4 separate regions of the Mus musculus genome follow, and regions 1, 3 and 4 are each linked to region 2. Evidence: chromatin contacts called from public Hi-C and HiChIP or PLAC-seq data. All regions are on one chromosome and are shown on one strand. Each heading gives the region's core, a stretch centred on a gene start, on an enhancer-like site or on the middle of the called end of the contact. The rest is flanking DNA. Distances are from core to core; before and after follow the strand shown. Region 1 overlaps Inpp4b (inositol polyphosphate-4-phosphatase, type II). Region 2 overlaps Inpp4b (inositol polyphosphate-4-phosphatase, type II). Region 3 overlaps Inpp4b (inositol polyphosphate-4-phosphatase, type II). Region 4 overlaps Inpp4b (inositol polyphosphate-4-phosphatase, type II).

Region 1 (3,281 bases), core at 55-2,554, 130 kb before region 2:
ATTCTTCAATTAGAGAGCTGCTTTAATTTCCTCCTGCATTTTCAGCTAATAGCTAGTTGCTAAGGCTTGGTAGGCATTCTCCCCCATGCCTGCTTCTCTCTTCTTTCCACTGGTAATTTTTTCCATTGTTCATGAGAGCAACATCTTGTATGTAGTTCTCCAGTCTCTGTACAAGGTGAGTATGCTGGACTTCCTTTAAGGACCCTATCACTCCACTCTCTCATTGCAATAAGAACCTATTTCTCCCACTGCCCATTGCCATCACCTTCAGAACCAGTGATGACTCAGAACTCGCCAATTTTAGTCAAAATTTACTACTTGCATTTTCCTGCACAATCTATGGACTACACTCATTGTCCTGATATTTAAGTGTTATTGACTTGATCACTTCTTTTAAAACTTTAAAAATATTAGCCAACATGGCAATGTTGTCACTTACATTATAACACAACCTCTATGCAACTGTTCAGTGGTCCCTGGTTACAAGACAAAATCAGTGTGTGAGGAAACAGAGCAGGAGACATACCCAATGTGAGTAGTCACTACTTGTTAAAAGTTGATCACAGTTGTTAAGTGCATGCATTTTAGCACAACCCTACAGTAAATCTGTATAAAATGTGGGGACTACAAGTGGAACAGAACAAATCACATCACAGAACAAATACATAGTGTGCTGAGGGGAGTCTGGATATGCTCAAAGTGGATGTCCAAGGCCGTGTGTGTGTGTGTGTGTGTGTGTGTGTATGTTTGTCTGTGTGCTTGTGTGTGTATGTGTGTGTGTGTTATAAATGCAGTTCAATTATCTTTCCACTTTTTGCTGATAAGCATAATCAAACTCAACTAGCAGCAACATTCTCATGCTTCTAAAGAGTCATTTCAATTTTGGGCAAAGGCCAATGACCACAACTTTAAATTGCACATTAAAACAGGGTCTATCTCATTTCTGTAGCTGGGATAAGGCACTTTGACCAAAAGTAACTTAGTAGGTAAAAGCTTCTATTTGATTTATGTTGTCAGGTCATAGTCCATCACTGCTGGAAGTCCAGGCAGGAAATCAAAGTCAAGCCTACTTTCTATTTTATGCAGTGTTTCTCTGGACTAGGTAACTAAAGCGCATCCAAGTGAGTACAGCAGAAACTCCAGGGGAAAGGTGCTTCTTGACTCATGGAGGCTCATCCTCAGCTGGCTTCCTCATACAGCTCAGGACCTCCTGTCCAAAAAATTATAACACCCACAGAGGGCTGAGCTCTCCATTGCCAGTTAGAAATCAAGACAATCCCCCACCCACATGGTTACAGGCCAATTTGGTCTAGGGAATTCCCCAGCTGTGTTTCCCTTCTGAGAAATCAAGTGTGTGTGAAGTTGACAGTTGAAGCTAGAATAAGCAGTAACTTGGTTTCAATAAAACTGCATATCTAGCTATCTGATAATGGTTGCTAACATTTAGATCAGTTAACAAAGGTGTAAATAGATTATTTTAAGTACGTAAATTTTTTTGTTTCAGTGTCATGTAATGTAAGACACTAAGTATTGAATGCCAGCCACACATATTATGAACATGAGTTTTGATTCTAAGAATAACATTTGACTTAGACCTTTTGCTTCCTTAACATCACCAGAGAATGTATATGCAAACAACAAATGAGGAAAGGCCCTACCCTGAGGTACTTGGCCAATAAAATAAATGTTTGAAGTCAAGCCATTGCTCATTTCAAAGTCAGTGGATAAATAATGCTTGCCCGTCTGCTGTCTGTGGCAACAACAAAGCTTAGATTGCCTGACAACAGATAGGAACACAAATGTAATATAAAGTTAGCCTTCCAAATTTCATGAAAAACAACAAAAATTAAAACTTATGAAAGGTAAGGACAGAATTATTGGTTTTGAAAAAAATATTCTTACTCAAAACAAACTATTTATTATATTGTATGTTAAGTTTCATTTTATGCCTTACATAGAAAAACAAAATCAAGGAAGATGAAGTTTCATACATCCAAAGCCACATATAATATTATTTATGTACTGAGTCATTCCTAGGGTTGGGCAGAAAGATTTATTATTTTGGCTGAGTTTTGGAGTAGATACAATAAATTTTTAGATAAAGGAGCAACTATGGAAGCAAAATAATATATTTTCAAAATTATAGGTGAGCTAGTATATTATGTACTTTGGAAAAAACATGTTTATTGAGGGAATTTTCATAGACTTTTATAGAGAGGAGAGTTACCAAGACTCTCTATGTCCCATGACTCTTTTTCCTTAGAGCCAAAGTGGGCAGCAGCTATCTCTCTCTTTTTCATTCCATTTTTATTAGGTATTTTATTCATTTGCATTTCAAATGCTATCCTGAAAGTCCCCCATACCACCCTCCCCTACCCACCCACTCCCATTTCTTGGCCCTGGTGTTCCCCTGTACTGGGGAATATAAAGTTTTCAAGACCAAGGGACCTCTCTTCCCAATGATGGCTGACTAGGCCATCTTCTGCTACATATGCAGCTAGAGACCCATAATCAGCCTCCAAAAGCAGACACCATTGCAATATGCCAGCAAGATTTTGCTGAAAGGACTCTGATATAGCTGTCTCTTGTGAGGCTATGCTGGTACCTGGCAAACACAGAAGTGGATGCTCACAGTCAGCTACTGGATGGAACACAGGGCCCCCAATGGAGGAGCTAGAGAAAGTACCCAAGTAGCTAAAGGGGTCTGCAACCCTATAGGTGGAACAACAATATGAACTAACCAGTACCCCAGAGCAGGTGTCTCTTATCAGTCAGGACCTTGCTTGGTTAGTCACCTCTCTTGTGTTGTTTTTTACTGTGTTTCCAAAACTACGAGGAGAAGTGTAGTGAATACTTATTCTTAAAAATGATATTTGTAATCGTCTTCAATTCCCATAATGACAAATACAGAATCAGAGTTTTAGATATAAGGAGCTGTCTTAATTAGGGTTTCCATTGTTGTAAAGAGACACCATAACCAAGGCAACTCTTATAAAGGACAACATTTAATTGGGGCTGGCTTACAGTATCATCATGGTGGGAAGCATGGCATCGTGCAGGCAAACGTGGTGCTGGAGAAAGAGCTGAGAGTTTTACATCTTGATCCAAAGACAGCCAGGGGAGGACTGACTCTTCCACACTGGGTGAAGCCTAAGCATAGTACCCCAAAGCCCACTCCCACTATGATGCACTTCCTTCAATGAGGCCACACCTACTCCAAAAAGGAAACACCTTTTAGTGGTGTATTTATGTGTGGGCCAAGCATTCAAACACATGAGTCT
Region 2 (3,055 bases), core at 115-2,614:
GTGACTTATTTTGATCAAAGATGTCAAGCACTCATAAGACAGAGGGAAAGCTGCCACCAGAGAGTGGGCGAGGTGTATGCATGTGAAACTCCAAAGCCCCTCGCTTTAAACTCCCAAGATGCTTGTCAGCTTCAGTAGAGGTTCACAGCGAAGAGAAAAGCAAGAGTGCTAAAATGAAATGCACATCATAAGGCAAGGCAAGGAAATGATCAAACTAACCACCGAAGAGCAGGAAACCTTTCAGTGAAAGACATTTTCCAGTGGTATATTGATATTATTGAAACCATGTGTAGGTGGGTTTTTGTTTGATTATCTTTAAATGTAGATTTATCAGGGTGAGCAACAAATAGTAGTGTTAGAGGGTCTCCCAAAGGCCGATGCACTCTACCAGAGATCAGGTTGGTATGCCAAGGACAGAAATGGAGAGAAGGATATTTTGATATAGCTAATGAGCAGAGTTCCTCAAAACAGGGAAGGTTAAATAAGCGGTAGCTATTTTTTCTCCACCCATGCCTTCCTTAGCTTCTTTTGTTTTGCTTAAGGCATATGATTTCAGTAAGAAAAATTTAACAACAAAATACCAGACAGGAATAAAACTCCAAAAGTTTTTCAAGACATTAAAAAGTTAAATAACACCCCCCACACACCGCATCCCCCCAGCATTTATCAGAAGTGGGCCTAAGCCAGATGGGTTTCCTTTGAAAGGGCCTGTATTTTCTCTCATTCCCCTTCTATAAATAAGGTGCTCTGCAAGCCATTGAAAGGTGATAATTACATCTATAAATTGCTTTGCTTTCAACTTTCAAATTTAAGGAGTATTACCTTTGTCCCAGTGCCCCTGCAAACTGCAGAGGTGCCATTGCAGGGGGTAAAGCCACCCCCTCCTCTGCCTGTCTTCTTGGTCCCTGAATGGGATAGGGATGGTGTGGAACCCTGGACACCATCACTGCGAACCACTTATGGGGCTGCTTCCCCTTTACCAGAAACTGCGTCTGCTGAACAAAGGGGACTTTTTAATCACAGTCAATTTCAAGAAGTAGAAATACTATTTCAAAATCAGAGGTGGAAAGTAGGGAAGAGAGTAGATACTAGACTTATTGAAAGGGAGTATCTTTTATTCCTGCTATTTTGTTCCTTTCCAAAACTAGAAAATGCTATGCAACAGAGGAAAACACTCCAGGGAATGTAGTCCTGTAGCTGGCGCTGTAACAGGAGCCAGGCTGTGTCAAGGAAAAGCTCGTAGAATGTGGGGCCCCTGGGCAACAATTACCAAGTTGCTCTCTCTCTGGATGGTCCTGAAGTCCAGACAGAGGGCTCTTTAACCCCTGGCTGCTTCCTCTTCTGCCTAAGCTCCGCTGTGGCAGAGTAATCAGCCTTCCTGTTTCCTCAGTGCCGAGGACTATAGAGGACCAGGTAGAGGATTGTGAGGCGTACATTCAGACATTTGACTTAACCCAGCCAGTGTCAACAAGAGACATCTTAGTTTCCTGGCTGTGGCCCAAATCAACTTACTTCATGCAAGAGTGTGAAAGAAGCCCTAGGGGTTATTGGCTAATTAGAGCCCTCACATTCCCTGGCTGTGTGTGTCTACATTTTCACACACTGGAGCTGCCATCCCGGAGCACTCAAGACTTGCATGTGCTGCAAATGTGGTCAGTGGAAATGAACTCTCAATTCAGCTTGGCAGCACGTGACTTCCTATTTCTGTAAGGTACTTCCAAGAGACTTCCTCTGTAAAGCCAGCTGAGAGCCAGGAGATTTCCTTCACCGGCTAGACAAAGTTGATTTCAGCTCTGCTCAGAAGTTTGCCTAGAGAGATCGACTGAGTTCCTTTCTTTCTTTCTTTTTCTATTTTTTTTTCCTGCTCTTTCTTTTTCCTTTGCTGTTGCCAGCCTGCAGGGATCTTGTGGCTCCTGTCAGTGATCGGAAACTGAATACAGTAGTCCAGATCTCAGTAATCCACCCGGTGGAGCAGACCCTGACGAGGTACTCCAGCACAGAAATTGTGGAGGTGAGCCTGGCTTGCACGTGTTTCTCTCTGACTCTGTCCACCTTTGCCTCTCTCTCTCTCTCTCTCTCTCTCTCTCTCTCTCTCTCTCTCTCTCTCTCTCTCTCTCTCTCTCTCTCTCTCTCTCTCTCTCTCTCTCCCTCCCCCCACTCTCTTTCTGTGCAAGCTTTTGTCTCTGTGTGTGTGTTGTGCTCCTGCTCTCTCCTCCCCCCACCTCTTGCTCTCTCCTGCCCCTCCGCCCCTCTGAACAGCTGACTTGAGTTAACTTGTGGTCTCTTGCTGGCTGTTGCTTTTGTCTGTCATTAAGGAACACAGATCTGAAATGTCTAAGCACATGCAGAGTAAACACATGGAGAAGAACTGGACTTTTCATTGAAAGATTTTAGTTTTCTTCCAGAAAAAAGCTTTCCACTCCGAATTCCCAAACAGAACAGAATGTTTGTCTAGAAATTTGTGTTTCTCTATGTACATTATCTATGTTGATTTTAAATACAGTGGAATGAATATATTTAATGAGGGAAAAAGAATAAAGTACCCACATAGTTCAAAACAAGTGAAGAGGTTTTTGCTCTCCCCTCACACCCGGGGGCCCAGTCTAGTCCAACAGTAAATACTTTATATTCTCTGCTAGGTATGCATTTCAAAGTACTGTGTTTTCTAAAGAACAGTAAGTGACTAACTTGATTAGCCATTTGTTTCCAGACAGACATTGTAAATATCACTCATGAGATGAGAGATTCCCTGCTTCCATTTATTGTTGCTAATACAACATTCACCACGTATTGAAGGAAATACAATATTGTGCTGGCTCAGATTCAAAAAGACAAGGGTTTCCCTTTAGATCATTTTGTTCTTGAGAGACATTTCATGACCTTAGAGAATAAGAGATATGTATTTGAACATTTGGGGTTTTGGAGAGTGTGTTCTGCAGCTCCTTCAGCCAAGCATGTTTTTTTTGTTTTTTTGGGTTTTTTGTTTTTTGTTTTTTTCTGCTCCAGTCTTGGCTGGTTTAGCTCACTGGTCTCTCTGAAGCAGTGGCTGGAAGAA
Region 3 (2,937 bases), core at 56-2,555, 240 kb before region 2:
TTTTTTTTATTTAGAGGAAACTGCTGTATAGTTATGTTTACTTATATTTTTATACTTTCAGCTTACTGTATGTACATATTTATTACATATAGATAAACCAATACCTATTTGTTTAACAATTCTTTCCCTGTTTTAGCAAATTTATTTATATTTCAACATTTTTTGAGTAACACACCATGTATTTCCTCTTTTTAGAATAAGGCCCATGGCTGAGTCTTTTTAGAGTTCGTGCTGTGAGCATCACCCCTCTAAGAATCCTTCATCATTTTCTTTCTAATCCTTTACTCACAGCTATGCTCTGGGTATCAGCATCAAGCCCTTCTAGTTAATACACTGACTGTGCTACTTACAGCCACAGAATCTTATCTGTATATAATCTAAGCGAGACAAAAGCAACATGTGTGTCTAAACCTTTAACTTCATGCCCTGTATCTCAGAGAACTTCAGTTCCTTGTGATTTTGTGTACATTCATTTGTGTTAAACAATTTTATTTTTTTCATTAAGTAACCAATTAATTAACTAATTTACTTAAGGTTAAAGTTTTAAAGAAGAAAATGACATTTTCCACTTCCCCATTGTTAATTTCCCTAATAATCCGTATGCCAATCTTATCTGCTCAGAAGTCCTCTCATGAGCAGATAAGAATTATCTCAATACTCTGCATCCTTGACAGAAAGCACGTCAAAAGGATAGGAAATAAGAAATAGATCAAATTACCAAAGTGTTCTCAACAACTACAAAATGGGTTAGCCATCCTCTTCTTTCTCCCCCTCCTCCCCCTCCTCCTTGTTTTTCCTTCTCATCATCAAATGTACTGGTAGTTCATGCTGTTTTTCTTCAGACTTTTCCCCAGGATTTGACACCAAGCAAAAGACTCTATAGGAGAAAGAACTGTAAAGAGATAATAACATCTTAGAGTGGAGTATAGGGATTTTAGGGTTTCTTTTTTGTCTGGCTTTGTGCTCAGAGCATGCTGTAGTGAAACTGACCTGTTGCCATTCATGCCCACCTCAAACCTGATATAATGGCAGATTTGGATACATGCAAGTTAATAGGATTTTACTCTACTCCCCAACCCCTCATCTCTCATGGGTAGCACGGTGAGCGTGCTCACGCGTGTGTGCGCACACACACACACACACATAACTTCTCCCTAAGAATCCCTGTCTTGTGCAAATGAAAAACAATGTCTTATTCCTGGGAGTCCTACAACTAAAGAGAAGTTTCATCATAACTGTTTAAAGCCACTCAGCTGTGATAATCTTCTGAGAACTCGTTTATCTGATGCCAATGAAGTGTGGTCTATGACCTTCCATAGAATCAGACTTTCTTTTGTTTTGTTTGATCAAGCTATCACTGTCTCTGCAGGGCTTTCTCTATCTCATCGCATCACACAAAAGCGCTAATAATGGGTCAGTAAGAAGTTACTCATCTTAGATTGTGTTGTACTGAACCTCAAAGTTGTGCTGAACCAGATCTTTAAATATTCCAGATTTAATCTTACTCAAAATTTGCTTCTTATACAGTTCATATTTGTTCTTAATTGTACTAGTATAATTTTCAATATAGAAATTTGCAACTATCTTTATAGTAATGGTAATCAGCCTTAAGATAGTTTCAAGACAAAAATAAGGACAAAGGAAATATTTTACAAATCACACATTTTATGCACGAGCAAGGTGTATATTTAGTAGTGAATTATTGCCTCATTGATGATGAACTTGAGGCTTACCTGAATGTTCTCCTTGGATCTGGGAGTGGCTGGAACTTGACTTCTCTGTACTGGTAATGAGTGAGGGTACTGGTAATTATATGACACAGGTTTCCCTTTCAAATAGAACCTACTTTTGGGCTACAGAAATGGCAATAAATATCTGTCAGATTAGTCAAATGGTCAACATGGACATATGTTTGCAAGGAAACATCATTACCCTGAATTTTAAGATTTCCAAACCATTGTGGCAGAAGTTAAAACAATTTCTCTGCTATTGTATATTAAGATAGATAAAAATGCTAAACAATTCGTATTGATCTGGTCTTTCCATGCTATGTAAAATTTTAGTTCATGTTCCTGGTTATACAGTTCAATGTGGTTAATGTAACTTTGTCTGCATTTCAATCAATTCACTATGATACTGATCTTGTCATGTAAATTATTTCAAAGCCTAGTTGGCCTCTATCACTGAATCCAGATCAGTGAGAGGATAAGATTGCACTTCAATATACAGTGTTTCCAGGTAACTACCTGGTCCTTGACCCATCTTAGTACCCCCTGTGGGGTGAACCTTGCAATTCAAGTTTGGATCTTTGTACAAAAGTGATATAATCTCTTTCATCGGGTTATATTGCAAGAAAGTCAGTGATGCTATTTTAATGAAGAAAACACAATAACATAGTTATCTTAGTAGTTACATAATTTTAGGACTTTAAAGATTGTTCCTGTAATTGAAATATATTGTAGAAATGTGGTTCTTTTTCTAGAGTTTATTTTCACTTGACACAAGTGTCAGTTTTCAAAATAGGATAACAATTCTAATTCTTTAGAAAATCTGTTTTATTTCAATCCTAGTTCAAGGTTACATTGAGTAGGTACTGTTTTAGGGGAGAGAGGAGAGATGAGGAATGAAGGAGGTGGGGTAGAGAAGAACACTGGAAGGGAGGTATGGAGAGGCAAGGGGAGGGGAGAGAGGCAGGGGAGAGAGGAAGGGGAGGGAAGGAGAGGGGAGGGGAGGGGAGGGGAGGGGAGGGAAGGAGAGGGGAGGGGAGGGGAGGGGAGGGGAGGGGAGGGGAGGGGAGGGGAGGGAAGGGAAGGGAAGGGAAGGGGAGGGAAGGGAAGTGAAGGGAAAGGGAGGGAAGGGGAAGACTGGAATTCTTGCCAAGTAATTACCTTGAATATTCTGTCTGTAGGAAAAATGTAAAGAGAAGTGGAAATTGGT
Region 4 (3,322 bases), core at 148-2,647, 210 kb before region 2:
TCAGTTAGTTTTTGCTATATCCAGTATGTTCAGGATGATATAAATCTTAAAATGTCAGAATGTAGGTGGACATCTCCATCTAGAGCTCTGGATTGAGAGAAAGAGAGAGTAAGAGATGGGATGTTTTTACAGTGGAAGTTTCATTTTTTGATGAATGGGAAGGACATTAACACTTTATGTCTTTATTGCGTTGTTAAAAGAAAAATGTGACAAAAATGAAGTGTTGGCAAAATAGTTTTATTTACTTCATTAACATTTATAGCCCTGGACAATATGCAGCTTATTGGAAGTCCATACAAAATATTAATACTGCAGTTACAGCCACAGCTACAAATGGAGATCTACACTGTGCTGAATTGCTTAATTAAGGTAATGCTGGTGTTAAGGTAATAGACTCTGGGGTGGGTATACTGAACGTCAGTTCTTAGTTTTCAATCAATTAACATATGACCTTTGTTAATTACATAATGTTGTTAGACCTGTAATTCTGGCCACTTGGAAGGCAGAAGCAGGAAGATCACAAGTTTAAGTCCTGACCTATAAAGAGAGTTCAAAGCTTGTCTGGGACACTTAGCCAGATTTTGTGTCCCAATTTAAAAATTGGAAAAATAGAGGTGGATACAGCCCAATGAGTTGTTTTCCAGCATACACTAGTTCCAGGATTTCACCTGGAGAACACATAAAGGAATAAAAAGAAGGATATATAGATATAGACATAGATAGATAGATAGATAGATAGATAGATAGATAGATAGATAGATAGATAGATAGAGATGATATAGATATATGAATCTCTCACTCTCTCAGATATATATATGAAAAGGTGGGATGTTGATGCTTTCCTACCTATGACAGAAGGGAAATAATAGTACTGATTTATAGAAGTTTTTCATTTTTAAATACAAGTGGGTTATGCTATGCAATAGTGCTTAGAATGGAGTTGTGGATATGGAAAACATAGTATGTTAGTTATATATTTTATGAGTATCATTATCATATACAATCCATACAGTTGCATAACCTAGTAGAGATGATCTTCCTATTTATCCGTGTGAAATAAGTTGAGAGATGCTTGACAGATCTTAGGAATGAGGAGTAAGTTGCACTTTAAATTCCACTGAGTAGCACTGGAGTGACGCATGGTTCTTTGACCACATCAATGCTATGACCCATACATATGTCAATATTGTAGAAGTACAAACAATTGAAATGGAAACTTCTGGTTTCTTTGGAAAGTCAGTTACGTTAAATGATGTTTTGCTGGGGCACATAAGTGAAAGGATGTTTTGCTAAAGCAAACGTGTGAAAGAATATTTTAATGAAGCAGGCACAGGTGAAAGGATGTTTTGCTATAGCAGAAATGAGAAAGTACACGTGATGTTTAGAAAGAATGTAAATGTGGCCCCTCAGACAGTGGGAGCTGGAGTGTTGGCTTGCCTTGCTCTGCATCACTAGACTTCACTAATGATGCACATAAATTGGTTTGCCTTACATGGCATTGATGAGCTTAGCTTGTGGTGACTGTGGAGAGAAACTCACAGTAGAACTTCTCCTCGTGAAGGTACTGCTCCTTTTTGTCAATTCTGTGGACTTGGGCCAGTTGACAAGTCTCACAGTTTCTTCTGGATTGAATGACTCCTGCTGATTTGTGTTTGGTGTTTGTTAGTGGACTGGACTGAGAACAACGAAGATTGCAATCACCCCAAAGGACTATTTCTAAACATGTCCACTTCCCATGTATTCTAATAATCTTTTTTTCCCACTACTTCTGGTAAATGGTGGGCTAGAATGGAGGTTGAACCCTTATTGAAGTAGGCTGTGAAAATATATGCCTACAGACAATGTCATCCAAAGTGTTCTCTTGTCTCTTGCAAGGTAAAACTAGTTGTAGCTGATACATGTCCAGTGCTGAATCTACTGTGCAAGGACTGTACAGTTGGTGGATAGTTGTAATCATTGTTGGCTTTACCACAAGCTATAATGGGACTGAATGAAATTGATACAGTTTTCTAATTTCTTAGTTGATCCACATTGTTTATTTGTCTGCTGTTAAATTGGTGAGTAGGCTTAATATAGGGGGAAAGAAATTCATACTTCACCCTCATTACCTTATTTCACATTTATATTCGATGTTAGAGAAAAATTGTGGGACTGTGAGAGGCAGCCTGGTTTCTGGTTGAGCTAGGTTTAAAACCCCAGTGCCCCAGAAGGTGACCGTAGCCTGCAAGGGACAGTAGGTGTTTTGTCACACTCCTAGACACAGGTTCCAGACAGGAGGCCACAGCTCTCCACTTCATGGGTCTGTGGACATCAGTCATGTAAGGGAATGCCTCAAGCCCTCCACAGGTAGAGGATGTGACCACAGATCATGTAGCCTCAAGACAGACCCCATTTTAATGAGGCACCTAAAGGTCTGAAGGGCTTAGTCAATTAAGCTCCCCTTCCCCGACACTCCTCCCTGCAAAAAATATTTTACCTCAGGCTTGCCCTGAGAAAAATGGGGTACAGTTCCACTTATCAGAATTATCTACCATGACAATAAGTGCTTTAAAACCATGGACTGTCTCTTATTTGGATCCACTGTGGGAAACAATGGAGCAGGTTTTTCTCTAAAGAGCAATGTCTAATCTCCCTCAGGAGGCCTCTCTGCATTCCCAGCGATGGTCACCATCACTGCTGAGCCAAGCCAAGGACTCTCTCCTCCCCACAGGACCCAGCCAGAGCCCTCCTCCTGCCCTTTTCCCTTCACCTTGGCTATATCCAACCTGCGGGCCACCACTCTGTTCTCAGCACTTCTGCTGCATCCAGCGACATCTGTGGTGCCCAAGAGTCTGAGGACCTGCCATGCTCAGCCTTCATGCTGGCCAGGACTCCGAGTCAACTTTGCCAAGTCCACGGGGACATTAGACTGTGCCTCCCCACCCCTGGAGCGGGATCCTACAGCATCTCACAGCCTGACCCTCGTCCTGCATCTGCATGTGGGGGTGGGGTGCAGTCACAACTTCCGTGTTCTGCCTTGTCCAGCAGCTCAAGACCTGGGCAGGACACTGGCTGCCTTTTAACCCACAAGAAATTGTGTAGGATGCTGAAAGCCACCAAACAAAACAGAAGCCATGATTATGGGCATGGATTAAAATGTTCTGCCTGTGTTCTTTTTTTCTTTTCTTTTTTCTAATGTTTCATTTTTTAAATTAGGTATTTTCCTTGTTTACATTTCCAATGCTATCCCAAAAGTCCCCCATACCTACCCCCACAATCCCCAACCCATCCACTCCCCCTTTTTGGCCCTGGCGTTCCCCTGTACTAGGGCATCTAAAGTTTT

Evidence for each region. Hi-C and Micro-C count contacts between places; a contact is called where the count stands out from the background. HiChIP or PLAC-seq counts read pairs in DNA pulled down with a chosen protein or histone mark.
Region 1: a Hi-C map of group 2 innate lymphoid cells shows a contact between it and region 2, with 5 times the contacts expected there. The contact joins two enhancer-like sites. A contact is called at or near these places in 1 of 15 datasets of contacts at CTCF or cohesin (CD8 T cells), 6 of 484 Hi-C or Micro-C datasets (the Ba/F3 cell line, CD8 T cells, Th1 cells and 3 more), 6 of 115 datasets of contacts at active chromatin or transcription factors (the 230-238 cell line, CD8 T cells, Th2 cells and 1 more) and 2 of 9 other capture datasets (liver and pancreatic islet).
Region 3: a contact with region 2 is called in a Hi-C map of group 2 innate lymphoid cells, with 1.9 times the contacts expected there. The contact joins two enhancer-like sites. A contact is called at or near these places in 2 of 15 datasets of contacts at CTCF or cohesin (CD8 T cells and the G1E-ER4 cell line), 3 of 484 Hi-C or Micro-C datasets (the G1E-ER4 cell line, group 2 innate lymphoid cells and nephron progenitors), 2 of 115 datasets of contacts at active chromatin or transcription factors (the 230-238 cell line and CD8 T cells) and 2 of 9 other capture datasets (adipose tissue and liver).
Region 4: a contact with region 2 is called in a Foxp3 HiChIP or PLAC-seq map of regulatory T cells, with 11 times the contacts expected there. The contact joins two enhancer-like sites. A contact is called at or near these places in 1 of 15 datasets of contacts at CTCF or cohesin (CD8 T cells), 3 of 484 Hi-C or Micro-C datasets (CD4 T cells, the HPC-7 cell line and Th1 cells), 9 of 115 datasets of contacts at active chromatin or transcription factors (the 230-238 cell line, CD8 T cells, Th17 cells and 3 more) and 3 of 9 other capture datasets (adipose tissue, liver and pancreatic islet).

Annotation. Positions count from the first base shown.
Region 1 is chr8:81,635,082-81,638,362 of GRCm38.p6, forward strand. The region is part of intron 2 of Inpp4b (inositol polyphosphate-4-phosphatase, type II); the gene reads left to right. Among named protein-coding and RNA genes, the nearest start is that of Gm51582, 290 kb to the left of the region's middle. Within about 2 kb of position 1,305, at least 33 of the 459 cell types and tissues checked have an H3K27ac peak or open chromatin away from gene starts, as enhancers often do. A contact at or near this core is called in the 230-238 cell line, CD8 T cells, Th1 cells and 3 more, where this site is marked.
Region 2 is chr8:81,766,202-81,769,256 of GRCm38.p6, forward strand. It overlaps Inpp4b (inositol polyphosphate-4-phosphatase, type II), which reads left to right. Exons shown (of 25, transcript NM_001024617.3): 6 at 1,893-2,011. Among named protein-coding and RNA genes, the nearest start is that of Gm25267, 390 kb to the right of the region's middle. Within about 2 kb of position 1,365, at least 162 of the 459 cell types and tissues checked have an H3K27ac peak or open chromatin away from gene starts, as enhancers often do. A contact at or near this core is called in the 230-238 cell line, CD8 T cells, the G1E-ER4 cell line and 7 more, where this site is marked.
Region 3 is chr8:81,524,121-81,527,057 of GRCm38.p6, forward strand. The region is part of intron 2 of Inpp4b (inositol polyphosphate-4-phosphatase, type II); the gene reads left to right. Among named protein-coding and RNA genes, the nearest start is that of Gm51582, 180 kb to the left of the region's middle. Within about 2 kb of position 1,306, at least 4 of the 459 cell types and tissues checked have an H3K27ac peak or open chromatin away from gene starts, as enhancers often do. A contact at or near this core is called in the G1E-ER4 cell line and group 2 innate lymphoid cells, where this site is marked.
Region 4 is chr8:81,557,469-81,560,790 of GRCm38.p6, forward strand. The region is part of intron 2 of Inpp4b (inositol polyphosphate-4-phosphatase, type II); the gene reads left to right. Among named protein-coding and RNA genes, the nearest start is that of Gm51582, 220 kb to the left of the region's middle. Within about 2 kb of position 1,398, at least 18 of the 459 cell types and tissues checked have an H3K27ac peak or open chromatin away from gene starts, as enhancers often do. A contact at or near this core is called in CD8 T cells, Th1 cells, Th17 cells and 3 more, where this site is marked.